2 separate regions of the Mus musculus genome follow, and region 2 is linked to region 1. The links are chromatin contacts, called in public promoter capture Hi-C maps. All regions are on one chromosome and are shown on one strand. Each heading gives the region's core, a stretch centred on a gene start, on an enhancer-like site or on the middle of the called end of the contact. The rest is flanking DNA. Distances are from core to core; before and after follow the strand shown.

Evidence for each region. Promoter capture Hi-C pulls out the DNA fragments that hold promoters and counts their contacts.
Region 2: a contact with region 1 is called in a promoter capture Hi-C map of pre-B cells. The contact joins the enhancer-like site here to the promoter of Zfp583 in region 1. A contact is called at or near these places in 5 of 39 promoter capture datasets (cranial neural crest, hematopoietic stem and progenitor cells, maxillary cranial neural crest and 2 more), 1 of 115 datasets of contacts at active chromatin or transcription factors (neural tube) and 2 of 9 other capture datasets (adipose tissue and liver).

What each region holds. Positions count from the first base shown.
Region 1 is chr7:6,327,177-6,335,081 of GRCm38.p6, reverse strand. Zfp583 (zinc finger protein 583) reads left to right here and starts at 4,648. Exons shown (of 5, transcript NM_001033249.3): 1 at 4,648-5,012; 2 at 5,766-5,827. The coding sequence starts at 5,819.
Region 2 is chr7:7,278,378-7,286,282 of GRCm38.p6, reverse strand. It overlaps Clcn4 (chloride channel, voltage-sensitive 4), which reads left to right. Exons shown (of 12, transcript NM_001357102.1): 12 at 2,009-3,974. The coding sequence ends at 2,099. Among named protein-coding and RNA genes, the nearest start is that of Gm45631, 13 kb to the left of the region's middle. Within about 2 kb of position 4,757, at least 43 of the 459 cell types and tissues checked have an H3K27ac peak or open chromatin away from gene starts, as enhancers often do. A contact at or near this core is called in pre-B cells, where this site is marked.

The DNA of each region.
Region 1 (7,905 bases), core at 3,399-5,898:
AATTAGGGAAACAACACCCTTCACAATAGCCAATACCTGTTGACAAGAACTTCAAGTCTCTGAAGAAAGATAATGAGGAAGATATCAGAAGATGGAAAGATCGCCCTTGGTCATGGATTAGTAGAGTTAACATAGTGCAAATAGCCATCTTACTAAAAGCAATTTACAGATTCAATGCAATCCCCATCAAAATTCCAACACAACTCACAGATTTTGAAAGAACAATTCTCAACTTCATATGGAAAAACAAAACCCCAGGGTAGGTAAAAACAATCTTGAACAATAAAAGATCTTCTGGTGGTATCACTATCCTTAACTTTAAGCTGTACTACAGAGCACTAATAATAAAAACTGCATGGTATTAATTAGTATAGAAACCAGCAGGTGGATCAATGGAATAAAATCAAAGACCCTGAAATAAACTCACATACCTCCAGACAATTTTTGACAAAGAAGCCAAAACCATACAATGGAAAAAAGAAAGCATCTTCAACAAATGTTGCTGTTCCAACATGTAGAAGAACCCATGTAGCTGTAAGCATGTAGAAGAACCCAAATAGATGCATATCTATCACCCTGCCTAAAACTCAAGCCCAAGTGGATCAAAGACCTCAACATAAAACCAGACACACGTAATCTAAGAGAACAGAAAGTGGGGAATAGCATTGAACTTGTTGGTACAAGAGACAATTTCCTAACAGAACACCAATAGCTTAGGTACTAAGTTATGAATTAATAAATAGGACCTCATGAAACTGAAAAGTTTCTGTAAATCAAAGGACACCATCATTAGGATAGAACAAAGCCTACAGATTGGGGAAAGATCTTCACTAACCCTACATTGGATCGAGGGAATAATATCTAAAATACACAAAGAACTCAACAAGTTAGACATCAACAATCCAAATAACTCAGTTAAAAATGGGGTCCAGCCCTGATATAACTGTCTCGTGTGAGGCTATGCCAGTGCCTGGCAAACACAGAAGTGGATGCTCACAGTCAGATATTGGATGGATCACAGGGCCCCCAATGGAGGAGCTAGAGAAAGTACCCAAGAATCTGAAGGGGTCTGCAACCCTATAGAAGAAACAACAATATGAACTAATCCGTACCCCCAGAGCTCGTGTCTCTAGCTGCATATGTAGCAGAAGATGGCCTAGTCAGCCATCACTGGGAAGAGAGGCTCCTTGGTCTAACAAACTTTATATGCTCCAGTACAGGGGAACACCAGGACCAAGAAGTGGGAGTGGGTGGGGAGGGGAGCAGGGTGGGGGGAGGGTATAGGGGACTTTCAGGATAGCATTTGAAATGTAAATGAAGAAAATATCTAATTAAAAATTGAAAAAACAGAAAAAAAAATCATATGTAAAAAAAAATGGGGTCCAGAACTAAACAGAATTCTCAACAGATGAATCTCGAAAGACAAGAAACATCCAAAGAAAATTTCAACATCCTTAGCCATCAGGGAAATGCAAATCAAAACAACTCTGAGATTCTACCTTATACCCATCAGAATGGCTAAGATTAAAAACTTAAAGGACAGCACACTCTGGTGAGAGTGTGGAGCAAGGGGAGCACTCTTCCACTGCTGGTGGGAAGCAAACCTGTACCACCACTCTGGAAATCAATGTGGTGGTTTCTCAGAAGATTGGGACTAGTTCTACCTCAAGGCCCAGCTATACCACTCCTAGGCATACACCCAAAAGATGCTCCACCATTCCACAAGGACACGTGCTCAACTGTGTTCATAGCATCTTTATTTGTAATAGCTAGAAACTGGAAACAACCTAGATTTCTCTCAACTGAAGAATGGATACAGAAAATGTGGTATATCTTCACAATGGAATACTACTCAGCTATTAAAATGAATTTCACAGGCAAATGGATAGAACTAGAAAATATCATCCTGAGTGATGTAGCCCATATCCAAAAGGACATGCATGGTACGTACTCATAAGTGGATATTAGCCATAAAGTACAGGATAACCAGCTATAATCAACCGACCCAAAGAAGCCAAATAACAAGGAGGGCCCAAGGGAGGATGGATGGATCTTTCTCAGAAGGGGAAACAAATAGGTATCAGAGGTCAATAGAAGGAGGTTACTAGGTAGAAAAGAGGATGGGGTGGGGGCGGGGAGATCATATGTAGGGGACAGAGAAAGGAGATCCACTAGGGGGTGGGGGCAATCTCTAGGACATGCCAGGGACCTGGGATGGGGAGAGGCCCAAGAGGGCCTAATGAAGAAACTAGCTGAGATTCCTAGCAGTGGGGATATGGATCCTAAAGTGGGGATATGGCCACTATAGCCAGGCAGGACTCCCAGTGGAAAGATAAGGACAGCAACCCATCCCCAAAGCCTTCAGCCCAAAATGTGTCCTGCCTACAAGATGTGCAGGGACAAGCATAGAGCAGAAGTGGAGGGAATGGTCGGGCAGTGGTGGCACACGCCTTTAATCCCAGCACTTGGGAGGCAGAGGAAGGAGGATTTCTGAGTTTGAGGCCAGCCTGGTCTACAGAATGAGATTCGGGACAGCCAGGGCTACACAGAGAAATCCTGTCTCAAAAAAAAAAAAAAAGTGTGTTTGTGGGGCGGGGAGGGAATGGTTGTACTCTGAGAGGCTCCACCCAGCAGCCAGCGGAAAAAGATGCAGAGACTTGCACCCAATCATAAGATGGAGCTCGGGGAGTCTTAAGGAAGAGTTGGGAGAAAGATCGAGGGACCTGAAAAAGACATGGACTCCAAAAGAAGAGCAACAGAGTCAACTAACCTGGACCCTTGGGGTCTGCCAGAGACTGAATCAACAAACAGAGAGCGAGCTTGGGTTGGACTTAGGCCCCTGCTCATATGTAGATGAGCGGCTTGGTCTTCATGCGGGTCCCCCAACAATTTGAGCAGGGGTTGTCCCTGAGCCTGCTGCCTGCCTGCCTGTGGATCCCTACCCCTACATCCCTGACAGCCTTATCTGGCCTCAGTGGGAGAAGATGTGCCTAGTCCAGCAGTGACTTGATGGGGGGGACGGGGAATTCATACCCAGAGAAGTGGTTTCTCCTCAAAAATGGGGAAGGTGGAATTGGGGGGCGGGCAACGGACTTGCGTGAAAGGAGTACTGAGAGGAGAGAAAGGGCTGATATTGGGTTGTAAAGAGAATAAATTTAATTAAAAAAAAAGAATATTATCCAAAATAGCCCCCCAACTTCTTTTTTTTTTCTAGCAGCCCCCCCCCCCCAATGGCTGACTTAACCTAGGGCTTCAAGCATTCTAGCTAGGCAGGAGCTCTATCATTGGGTTACAGCCCTAGCGCACTTCCTCCCCAGTCTATGTTGGTTCCATAAAGATGAAGATTTTGGTCAGGCGGGGTTCATTGTTGTGTCCATTTCAGAGTCTGACATACAGAAGGCGAGTAATGAATGATGCGTGAAAAGGTAAGGCAGAGAGAAGGTAAACAAACAAGGGAGAAAGAAACCCAGCAACGTGGGCCCTGAACCAGGAGATGACCAATTTTCATCCGCTGCTCTGGACAGGGCACCGGCCAGCTAGCACTGCGCATGCGTGCTCGAGCACAGCCCCCCCACCACCACCACCACCACCACAACTACCCCCACCCCCGACTCCTCGTCTAAGAGACCGAGGAGAGCAAGCAGCTCCTGCGCAGCCTGAGTGAGTTCTGGTTCTGACGACCGGAAGGGAAGAGACAGAATTCAGCGGAGATTCTAGGACCCCCGAAAGCCGCGCCCTAAAAGGCGTTCCCAGCATGCCTTACGCCGCTCCAGTCAAGCGCAGTACTCCACCTCCCAGAGGCCCTTGCGCGGAGTCGCTCCGCAGCCGCGCCTTTGTGAGCTCTACCGGCGCCGCGAGATCGAGCCCCGGCCCCGGCCAGATCTGCCTCGGCGCCGAGTGAGAGGTGACGAGGACTGAGGAGACGCTCGGTGAGGATCAAGGTACCGCGTGGGAGAAAGTGTAGTGGGTGCAGAGTGACCGTGCGAGACCACGCCACCGTATATGAGGGGCCTATTATGATTGTAAGGTTGCAACTATGTGAGACTGAGGCGGTGACAATGTATGTGACATTATAAGACAGCACCCCATAATGGGGGGAGCCTGTGACTGTGAGTATGGAGATACATGAAACAGAGAGAGAGGCTTGTGCCAGTGTGTGATAGCGCTAGGGGATGTGTGTGGGAACATGAGTGAGTGACTGTGGCTGAGCCTGTACACTGTGTGAGACTGAGGTGGTTATCATGTGTGTGACAGTATGAGACCACCCACTTGCATGAGGGGGGCCTGTGACTGAATACTCTGTGAGACTAAAAGACTGTGACAGTGTATGTGATTGTACCGGGGAGGGATCAGCTGAGTGACAGTGTTAGACTGGATCACTGTGTATTAAGGACTTCTGACTGTGAGACTAAATACTGTGTGAGACCGAGGCTGTGACATTGTGTGTGACAGATTGTGACAATATAAGGGATCATGTGGGAGAATGTGTCTGAAGACTCATATGACAGTGAGACCCCACACCGTGTGAGGGGGTCTGGTACTGCATACACTGTGTAAGACTGAAAGGCTGTGACAGTGTGGGTGACTGCACAGTGGAGGGTGTATTATATGTGAGCACTTTGGAGTGGGGATCTGAGTGGCAGTGTCAGACCACACCTTGTGTACGAGATGCCTGTGGCTGTGAGACTGAATACTGCTTGAAACTGAGGGGTTGTGACAGCGTGTTGACTGTATATGACAGCATGTGGGAGAATGTGTTTGGAAACCTATCTGACAGGGTTGAGACCAAGCCACTTTATTGTGAAGGCCTGAGGCTTGAGACTGTGCCAAGAGTACTGTCAGGGCCTGTGACAGTTTGTGAGACTGAATGCTGGCTATGACATAGAGTGAGAGGCTGGGACAATAGGTGTAGCACTATGAGACCATGTCACAGTGTTGAAGGGCCTATGATGGTGTATGAGACTGTGAGATCCCATAAGGATGTGTGTGAATACACAAGACTATGCCACCAGGTACAAGGGGGGTCTGTGACAATGTGGAATGTGGGGATAAAGACGCCATGAGGGGCTTTGAGGCTGCATTTGGGACTATGTGATATTATTACAGCAAGACTTTTGCTACCAGCTGGGATGGAGCCTGTGACAATGTATGGGCCCGAATAACAGTGTATAGGGCTATTTCATTGCATCTAAACAGTGTAACTGTTTGAGACAGACAGTGCTGGAAAATATGTGACAGTATGAGATATCATAGGGGGGGAAGGGCGGGGGGGGGCATTTGTAGGGTATCCTGATCCTGGTCCACTGTCTTCTAGATCACATGGTCCCTTTGCTACCCACTCTGTGCAAAGTAGCTTCACTTGATGGCCTACATCTCATCCTTATGGAAAGGGTGGAGATATACTTCCTTTTAACGTCATCTATACACTATAAATTCCAGTCTAGTTTCCAGTTTGGCACAGTTATTTTCTCAACTATTGCCTTGTGTATCTTCAATGATGTAAACCTTCATGTGTGAAAGGTGGAAGATTCTAATCTAATAATGCCAGTCTTAAATTGCTCAGACATAAGTGAAAGAGATAACTTAGACATAAAATATATGTTGAGTCCCAGAACTATACAGTACATAGGAAAAGCATTGTTAAATGTAGGGATACCTCAAATGCATGTCTGTGGAGGGAGGAGAAGGACAGAGGTGTGATGCTGGGGCTGCAGGATACACCTGGAACTTACAGTTTCCTGTTTCTGTCCACTTTACTTTCTTAGGACACCTCCCTGCTCCCAGAAACACAGCCATACATTCTTGAAGCTTTAACGCCATGTCCAAGGTAAGAAGCGTTTCTTTTTCCCTGGAATGCCACCTTATTTATCAGTCAGGCTAAACCACTTTGATTTCAGAAATTCAGCTGCCTGACAAAATCTCCTCTCTCCAGTGACTTGCTCTTGTTCTCCACTGCAACACAAGAGCTAGTCCCCCAAGACTAAGCTAAGAGCACCCTTTCCCCCGGCCAGCAAGGACGCAGTTCAGCCTCGCCTGTGGGTTCAGTGCTCTTAGGAACTCACTCTAAGAGGCAAAAATACATTTTTTTTGGTGGGATTATGTAAGCTCATATTGTGGGTATTAGAGGTGTAGATGTGTGTGGTAGCTTTTCTCTACAATCTCTGGTTTGAAAGGAAATAGGAGGGCTTTTGGGGGGTCCAGAGTTTGGGCATTTGGCAGAAACTCATGTTCAAGATGATTTTCAGAAATCCGATGTATCAAATTGGGGATGGTGCTGTTTTGTTTTCCAAGACAGGGTTTTTCTATGTAGCCCTGGCTGTCCTGGAACTCGATCTGTAGACCAAGCTGGCCTTGAACTCACAGAGATCTGTCTGCCTCTGCCTCCCAGATGCGTGCACTACGACCACCTAGCTCAAACCTTGATGGCTAAAGTGCATCTAGGCTCAGGCAGCGTTTTTCTTAGTCTGTCGGGAGCTTTGAAGAGTAATTGTTTATGAGAACAGTAATTTCTTCTTTTAGAGATAATCTGTTAGTAGCAGTGCACAGCTGATATACTGGGCAATCCCGCTAATTAATTAAATTGTTATGGGGAATGTATTGACATGGTGACTTACGTAGCCCAGGCTGGGGTTCAACTCATTCCAGCTAACCCTGATTTTGAACTCCCAGTCCTCCGACCTCTACCTTGGAAGTAAGAGGAAACACTTGAGCCTGTATTTTAAAATATATGTTAATTTTATTTTATGAGTATGGGTGTTTGTTTGCATGTATGTACAACACATGCTTGTATGTACATGCATGTATGTACAACACATGCATGCAGTGCTACAGAAGATCAGTAACGGGTGTCAGGTCCCCTAGAACGAGTGACAGATGATTGTGAGCTGCCATGTAGGTGCTGGGAACTGAACCTGTGTCTACTGCCACAGCAGCCGGTGTTCTTAACTACTGAGCCATATCTCCAGCTCATTGAGCCTGTGGTTTTTTTTTTAAAGATGTATTAGTTTATTTTATGTGTATGAGTGATCTCTTTTCATACAAACCAAAGGAGGGCATCAGATCCCATTACAGATGGTTCTGGGTCACCATGAGGTTGCTGGGAATTGACTCAGGACCTCTGTGAGAGCAGCCAGTGCTCTTAACTTCAAGCCATCTCTTCAGCCACCGAGCCTATATTTTTAAAACGTTGCAAAAATATTTCTACAATAACTAAAATAAATAGTATGAAATAGAGTCAAAAGGAAACATTTCAAAATGCATATATAATACCCAGAAACAAAATGCAGGTATGCAAAATGTGTGAGAATTGAAGATTTTTCCCATTGTGATAAATAACAATAGACATTGTCTTTTTTTTCATGCATTTGGTGTCTGATGGTTTAATTATATGTTAATATGCTTATGTGCATTACACCAGCAGGGAAAGAATAGAGATTGCTGTTCCCAAAGGCAGAGTACCACCACAGTCAGGTCTCTGGTTGTGTTTAAAGTAGGTTTTATGAAGATTTATGAGGTGGGTGGCATATTCATAGGTAAGATTACCTTTCCCCCTTTCAAGTATATCTATGTTTTAGAGAATGTGTGTGTGTGTGTGTGTGTGTGTGTGTGTGTGAGAGATAACATATATAACATGTATATGTATATGTGTATGAATGCACACACCACACACACACACACACACACACACACACACGCACGCACGCACGCGCGCACGCACGCGCGCACGTACACAGATGCTAAGACTGGCTGTACTTCCAAAAGCAGAGTCTGATTCCCAGCACCCACAAACATCTGTAATGTCGATTCTAGGGGATCTGATTCCCTTTTCTGGCCTCAATGGGCAACAGGCACACACATAACAAACAGACATACATGCAGACAAACACTCATACACATAAATAAATC
Region 2 (7,905 bases), core at 3,508-6,007, 950 kb before region 1:
TTGCTAAAAGTCCTACACTGTACAACACATTTCCTGCAACAAACCCACAAATTTGGCTTAAAAGTGTCACACTAGTGTCATAGTAGAAGGATCCTGGGTTGACTATAGTTTCTAAGTGAGGAATCTTACTCATTTGGCTTCATAGGACTACAGATTCTACAAGCTTTCAGTGTACACATTGACCTGCACAACTCCTAACTGGTGGGACAGGTTTCTCCTTCATTCTAACTGAGGCTATAGATCACAACTGCCCATGAAATGTAGAGGTAGTCTTTACTTTCTCACACTTGAAAATACATTAGAATGCCCTCACTAGAGGATAAACCCCCAGGTGAAACCCATTTTCTGTTTTCCACTCCAGACTGGGCTCTGAGGTCTTGGGTAAGGTCTGAGAAAGTGAGTTTTTAACAAGCTCCTGGGGGTCGCACTCTGAGAAAAATTCACTTTGCTAAGAGAACACGAAATGCTAGAGTGTTATTAAATGTCTAATAAAAGAGTGAAAGGTTAAGTTGGTGTGAATGCTCATAGGGGTACAGTATCATCAAAGGAGCCCTATTTACATCCTAGTCTCTGTAAACAATGCTCCCTTGGTTTGTACAGTTCGGATAACCCTATAAGAACAACTCTGGGAACTGTGTCCCTGATGCAGTAGGTAAAGTGCTTGCTGTGCAATTGTGAGTTGGTATCTCCAACACTGTCAGAAAAGCTGTGTGTGGTATTGCATATCTGCAACACCTGCACTAGGAGGTACATGGATCAGAAAATAAGAGTGTTGCTTGAAGCTCATTGGCTCTAGTCCAGTCTAGCTGAATCAATGAGTTCTAGGCTCAATGAAAGGGTGTGTAAAAATAAAAAAGGTAGTTAACAATGCACGCAGACTCATAAGTTGACCTCTGACCTTGACATATAAGTGCACAAACAAGTACATATACCACACATATACATTTACACACACACACACACACACACACAGAGAGAGAGAGAGAGAGAGAGAGAGGACATACAGACACAGACCCTAAGAAACTGACGCTCTGACACTCTGTATAAGTTGAAAATGATAGAAATTTGGAAGAGGGGATGGTATGTATATTTGGTCAGAAGTTTATGTTTTATTTTACATATCCAGTAACATAAAATTAAGAGTAGAGTATTTTGGGTTTGTTGATGCAGTCTTACTTTGTATCTCAGACTTGCCTGGTGCTGCTTATGTAAGTCGGGCTAACCCAGACATATGATGCTCCTCTTGCATTTGCTCACTTTGTGCTAGTATTAATGGGAATATACTATAATGTCTGACTTCATTTCTTATACTAAGAAAATACCTTATATTTGGACTTTCTACAGTGTGGTCAAGTTGTGACAGTAGCTTTAACCACCCTTTATAAATTGATTACAATCTTAAAATTGAAACCATTGTATCAGTCACTGTAGTTTCATAGATTGCCTATGTAACAAACAAGCTTGCAATCTCAGTGGCCTAATGCAATGAAATCTTTTTGATGCTAGGGATAATGATACACACACACACACACACACACACTCCTAGCACTTGGGATATTGAGGCAGGAAGACCAAAAGTTTGAGTCTAACCTGAACTACAAGTTCCAAATATAGGTTGTATAGGGAAACTCTGTCTCAAAACATACAAGCAAGGAAAGAGAGAGAGAAAGAGAGAGAGAGAGAGAGAGAGAGAGAGAGAGAGAGAGAGAGAGATCTTATGTAAGTACAGGCTCTTCACGAGTCATTGAAGGACCTATGTCTTTGGATCTAGTGGGATATAAATCAGTCTTCTATACATCAAAGACCTTCCCTGCTTCTCCCATCTCAAGATACCAGGTGAAGAGAGGGGAACAGAAGAGAATTGCACAGAAGACCTGAGAGAGCTACCTATTACATGGGCAATTGGCTGGAGCTTACTCTATATTGTTTAACTATTCAGGAAGCTAGGAAACATTGCCTGTACCTTCGGTTAGGCTAACTTCTTTTTTCTGTTTTGTTTTTACTCCAGGAGACTTCTTGGGATCATCACAAAAAAGGATGTTCTGAGACACATGGCCCAGATGGCAAACCAGGACCCTGAATCCATCATGTTTAATTAGCAATAAGATGGGCATTATTTTGAGAAGATCAATAATTATATCATTTTTAAAGAAATAACCAAGTGATACATTATGATCCTAATGAAAAAACTTGCACTGAAGGCAGAAAAAGAAAAGAAAAGAAAAAAAGAAAAAAAAAGAAAGCCTTATTTGAATTTGAAACGAGGGGGAAAAGGGTGAAACTTTTTTAAAAGGCAAAAACCATAAACTAGTAGTCATTTTATAGCTTTAACCTCTTATGAGTTCAAAGCTGTGTTTCTTAATAAATTTATTAACTGCTTTTGGGGTATGTGGGAGGGTGTAAATGACATGAATTATACAAAGACATGGAACACAGGAAACATTGGCACATTTACTCAAGGTTGATATTCGTAATTTTGGAGTACACATGAAGCTTTGAGTCCAAAAGACAAAGGGGTATTCGCATGCTACTGTTAGATATTGGTTCCTAAAATTTTGCTATGATGTTACGGAATCATATTGAAGATATTGCATTCAGAGAAAAGAAAATTAAAGTTGGATGCAGTGAAAGCTACAAGCAGGCCCTAATAGGTGGTCTACTCATGGCCATCTCATTTCTTGCCTTTGTTCTCAAGCCTGTTGTTATGTTTCTTTATCAGTCTGCACCAGATTCAGTAGTGCCCACCATAATGAGCATGAAGTGAAAGACTTCTCGACAGAAGACTTCAAGACTGGACTAAATGTTTGGACTATGAACCATGTAGTTCTATGTGGACATTTCTCTTATAAAAGGGGACACATTTTTACTTTGAGGGGACACTTGCGTCATCACTGATTTGCAAGCCCAAAGCATCAATTTCACTTATTTATATGGTTACTTGTGCATTTGACGTATTGATTAGTCCAGCACTTCCCATGGATTATTGCCCGTGTGCTCCTAGATTGCTGTAGTGTGGTTTTGTTTCTAAGTAGCATGTGCAATACTTAAAACCAGCTATCCAGTGTTTCTACTTAACTTTCTTCTCAGGTCTTCCAGATAGAGCCATGATGAGAGTGAGGCATATGAGTTCTCAGTGGGAACTCCTCCAAATGGATTACAAGAGAAATAGTAAATTGATTCTAAATCTGTTCCATTCTCTTCCCTGTAGGATATAAAATGTCCAGTTTTAACGCCTAAGCATGGACTTTCAAACTAGCAATCACAGCGCGGGACAGAGTCACATTTTATACAGCCAATTGAAGCACTGGGTCTCTTTGTGTTTGAACTTAATGGCAATTTTATTCTTTAAATTCTGCACATCTGTCTTTTCTTCAGGAAGGAATTAGTGTTTCAGGCCCATCGCATGATCTGTGTAAGATTTGTGTCACTTGCCATTTCACTTCATCTTTGCCCCTCACTTTTCACTGAGTCATCCTCCTCCTTTTCAATCTTACTGTCATTGGGTATCGTTGAATCACGTATGTGCACTTGACTGTATGTAATAGATCCTGACAGTGCACCTAAGAAACCTGGGACATGGCCAGTCCAGGACTGTCTCTACACTATTGCCAGGGTTCCAAATTCTTCTGGTATTTCATTTTCCCTCTTCTTATTCTCTGTCCTCTGGCTTACTGCCTCATAGTTGTAAAATTGTTGCCCAGATGCCAGGTGCGATGTCTACTTTCTGTGAGGGAAGGAGGGGGAGAGGCGAGTACGAAGATGAATGTGTATATCTTTCCCAGAGATGCGCAGCATACAACCATTGGCTGGAAATCTGTTATATGCCCCATTCGCCTAGATGTCTGTAAATACAGGAAGGAAAATTGTTTTAGCTATACATTATAACACATTACTTTCTGGATGGAATTTCGATTCTGTGGATAGGGAAGTGGGATTGGTATCTGTCATATTAAATTCCAACATCATGTCCCTGCCATTGTCTTTGGTGTCTTTTTTACTCTCTCATGCTTGATAACCCTTCCAAACACCCCTCCAAGCATTCTTATAACTGCTTGGTGTCTTATCCATTGTGTCACATTTGAGAGAAACCTCATTTGTAAGCTGAGTCCACTTCTCACGCCTAGTCAGAATCTTAATTTTAAATACAACCCTAACTACAGGAGGGGTCTGTGAATCTTCTCATTGTTACAAGAATTATATATTCCGGAAAGCAAACATTTTAAGTCAGACCATGCTGACAACTGTGGAAAATTATAGTTTCAAGTATTTGTTTCTGTAACTAATTTACTCCCTCTGAAATAGCACTAAATAGACACATCAGTGTGAAAATATCCAGGTAATAGAGGAGATTTTAAGCCTTGGTTCATTGTCTCATTCGCAGCATGGAACTATTAAGTAGTAGATCCTAATTTTAGGGTTGTTAGTAGGTTTTGGATGGAACATTTGTAAGTGAAGCTGGGTTCTCCTGAACTGTAAATTCTAAGTGTGAAAGATTACTTCATGTGGTCCCCTTCTTTGGTCCAGGTGGCTCCCCTCAGAGTTGCTCTGTAATGGAAGGAGAGTATTAGTCACAGCCTGGCCTTCTATAATCCACAAGACCTCAAATCCCGTGTGTGTGTGTGTGTGTGTGTGTGTGTGTGTGTGTGTGTGAAATAGCTTAAAAAACAATGCATGGCAGGAGAAGCATAGCCAAAGGACAGCAAAACCACATACTTCCCTTTTAATCTAGCAGAGTCCATGGAGGAAGAAAAGGGGATAAGTTTACTCTGGGCCAAAGTTACCAAGGGGGAAGTGAAAGCACTGTGTCTTTCTCCTACAGTGTACCTTGGAGGTGCTCAGAACTCAATGAAATTATTCAAAGTGTGACTGGACTGAAATGTGTCAGGCTTCTTTTCATTTGCAAGATGATCCTCTAATGTGGGGTTGAGGATCAAAGCTGTGCTTAGACTGGCAGGTTAAGAGCAAGAATGGGGAGTGTGCTGTGGAGACTGCCTTTTTCCCAGGGAGCTCCTCTCTCAAGGACTTATTTGCCATTGAATAAGCTCCCAAGGGAAACGCACTGCCCTGCTCTTTGACACTTTGATGAAAGCCCCTAGTTTTGAACTCTGAGGACATTCTCTGTATCCCATTCACTTGGTGGTCTGATACGAACTGGGAGATGAGGGTGAAATACACATCTTTACCCAGTAATGTTCCTCCCTCTTTCCAGGACCAAAGTCTTCGGATGGCTTCCTGACAGAAGCTAGCATTTCATTTCAAGAACACTGACAATATTTGTTTCCTTCAGGTTGTTTGAACATTGGACCAATATATGGAGAAAACACTAAGTTCACTTAATTCAGGTCTACACATTGTACAAGCTTTAGAATTTCACGTGATGTGGAAAGTGAAGCATTCAGAGAAAATTGCTTTATCATTGCTGCCCAACACAGACAGTTGGAATCCTGGTAAAGACTGAATTGGTTCCCATTAAATTCCTATGGTGAAGCCCCAACCCTAAAGTTATGGCGGTTGAGGGTAGGACATGCACCTTTATGGCATGAGCCATAAAGTTAAATGGAGTTATTTGGGTAGATCCTTATCTCAGCAGGACTAATGTCCTTAAAAAATTGGAAGAACCCAAAAAGTATCTATACAGAGAGGAGGCCATCTAAAGACACAGCAGGATCATAGTAGTGCCCATCTGTCTTTCATCCTAGGAGATAAACCTTACAGAAACTTGCCTTGCTGATTCCTTGCTCTTACACTTTAATTCAACCACCACATCTGTGGCATTTTGTTATAGCAGTACAGGCTGATTGATGCCGAGACAGAAACTCAGCTTGGCAGATTGGGCTGAGCACCATTTTTGTTCCATGAAACAGCTTCAGTTCAATTTTACTGAATTGTAAGTCATTGTAAACATAGATTTTGCTAAGTGTGCTGGTATATGTTTGGTAATCCTAACCCACAGGAACCTGAAACAGGAGGATTGCTCGCATGCACACACACACACACACACACACACACAGCCAAAATCAAGGAGTCCCAAGCAGCTTGAGTTATAGTCACAGTTGTTCCTGGCTTTATCCATATTCAAGCATCCACTCTCCAGTTGTTATTTAACATGCTTTCATAGGGCGTTCTGTCTGCTTTCCTCCCTCTTGTAGATGTTCCTGTGACACAAAGGGGAGGGAACAATATTTACTCACCCTCTTAATGTGACAGATGAGGAAACTAACTCCAGAAAGTTACCATATTTCCTAGACTGCTTAAAGCCCAGTGTGGTCAGAAATAGCCTAATATGTTCACTATATGGAGCCAACATGGCTACCCTTGAACACATGCAGCTTTCTTCATATTAACTACTGGGTAGTACAGCATGACCTGACTTCATTATGCTGCAGTTAAATGGCAACATGCTTTCTTCCTTTGTGTGCATTGTCACTTTACACAGGCTCCATAATTCTGAGGAGAGGCTGCTGTGGCTTCCTTTCCGAGCACTCTCTCCTGCCTCCTTTTTCAGTGTGATGGAGATGGAGTGAACAAATATTTTTCTGCTTACCTGGTGATGGATTTTTTTCAAAGAAAATTTCACATCCTGTCTGTAGAAAAATTCACTTTGCTAAGAGAACACGAAATGCTAGACTGTTATTAAATGTCTAATAAAAGAGTGAAAGGTTAAGTTGCTGTGAATGTTCATAGGGTACAGTATCAAAGGAGCCCTATTTACATCCTAGTCTCTGTAAACAATGCTCCCTTGGTTTGTAGAGTTCGGATAACCCTATAAGAACAACTCTGGGAACTGTGTCCCTGATGCAGTAGGTAAAGTGCTTGCTGTGCAATTGTGAGTTGGTATCTCCAACACTGTCATAAAAGCTGTGTGTGGTATTGCATATCTGCAACACCTGCACTAGGAGGTACATGGATCAGAAAATAAGAGTGTTGCTTGAAGCTCATTGGCTCTAGTCCAGTCTAGCTGAATCAATGAGTTCTAGGCTCAATGAAAGGGTGTGTAAAAATAAAAAAGGTAGTTAACAATGCACGCAGACTCATAAGTTGACCTCTGACCTTGACATATAAGTGCACAAACAAGTACATATACCACACATATACATTTACACACACACACACAGAGAGAGAGAGAGAGGGAGAGAGAGAGAGAGAGAGAGAGAGAGAGAGGACATACAGACACAGACCCTAAGATACTGACGCTCTGACACTCTGTATAAGTTGAAAATGATAGAAATTTGGAAGAGGGGATGGTATGTATATTTGGTCAGAAGTTTATGTTTTATTTTACATATCCAGTAACATAAAATTAAGAGTAGAGTGTTTTTGGTTTGTTGATGCAGTCTTACTTTGTATCTCAGACTTGCCTGGTGCTCCTTATGTAAGTCGGGCTAACCCAAACATATGATGCTCCTCTTGCATTTGCTTACTTTGTGCTAGTATTAATGGGAATATACTATAATGTCTTACTTCATTTCTTATACTAAGAAAATACCTTATATTTGGACTTTCTACAGTGTGGTCAAGTTGTGACAGTAGCTTTAACCACCCTTTATAAATTGATTACAATCTTAAAATTGAAACCACTTTAATGTATATATAGGTTGACATATTCTGGGTTCACACATATGCAAAGAGTGGTGAGCCATCAATGATAATAAAAGAAAAATGAATGTGCACGTAGATTCTTTTAAAAAGTATCAAAAACCAAAAACAAGTGTCATTTGAAAAAAGGAAAATCGAACGGTCACGATGACCGCATTCTTCTCTGTCACCACCAGGTGGCGACAGAGAGCACGCCGGAAAAAACTTCCTCCAAGGGGTCGGATGTGCCTGCTTCATCCCGGCCAGGGTGAGGGGAAGCCGGCCAGGCTGGTGGATCCGACCCCGCGAGGCGGTCGCGTTTTCCATCGG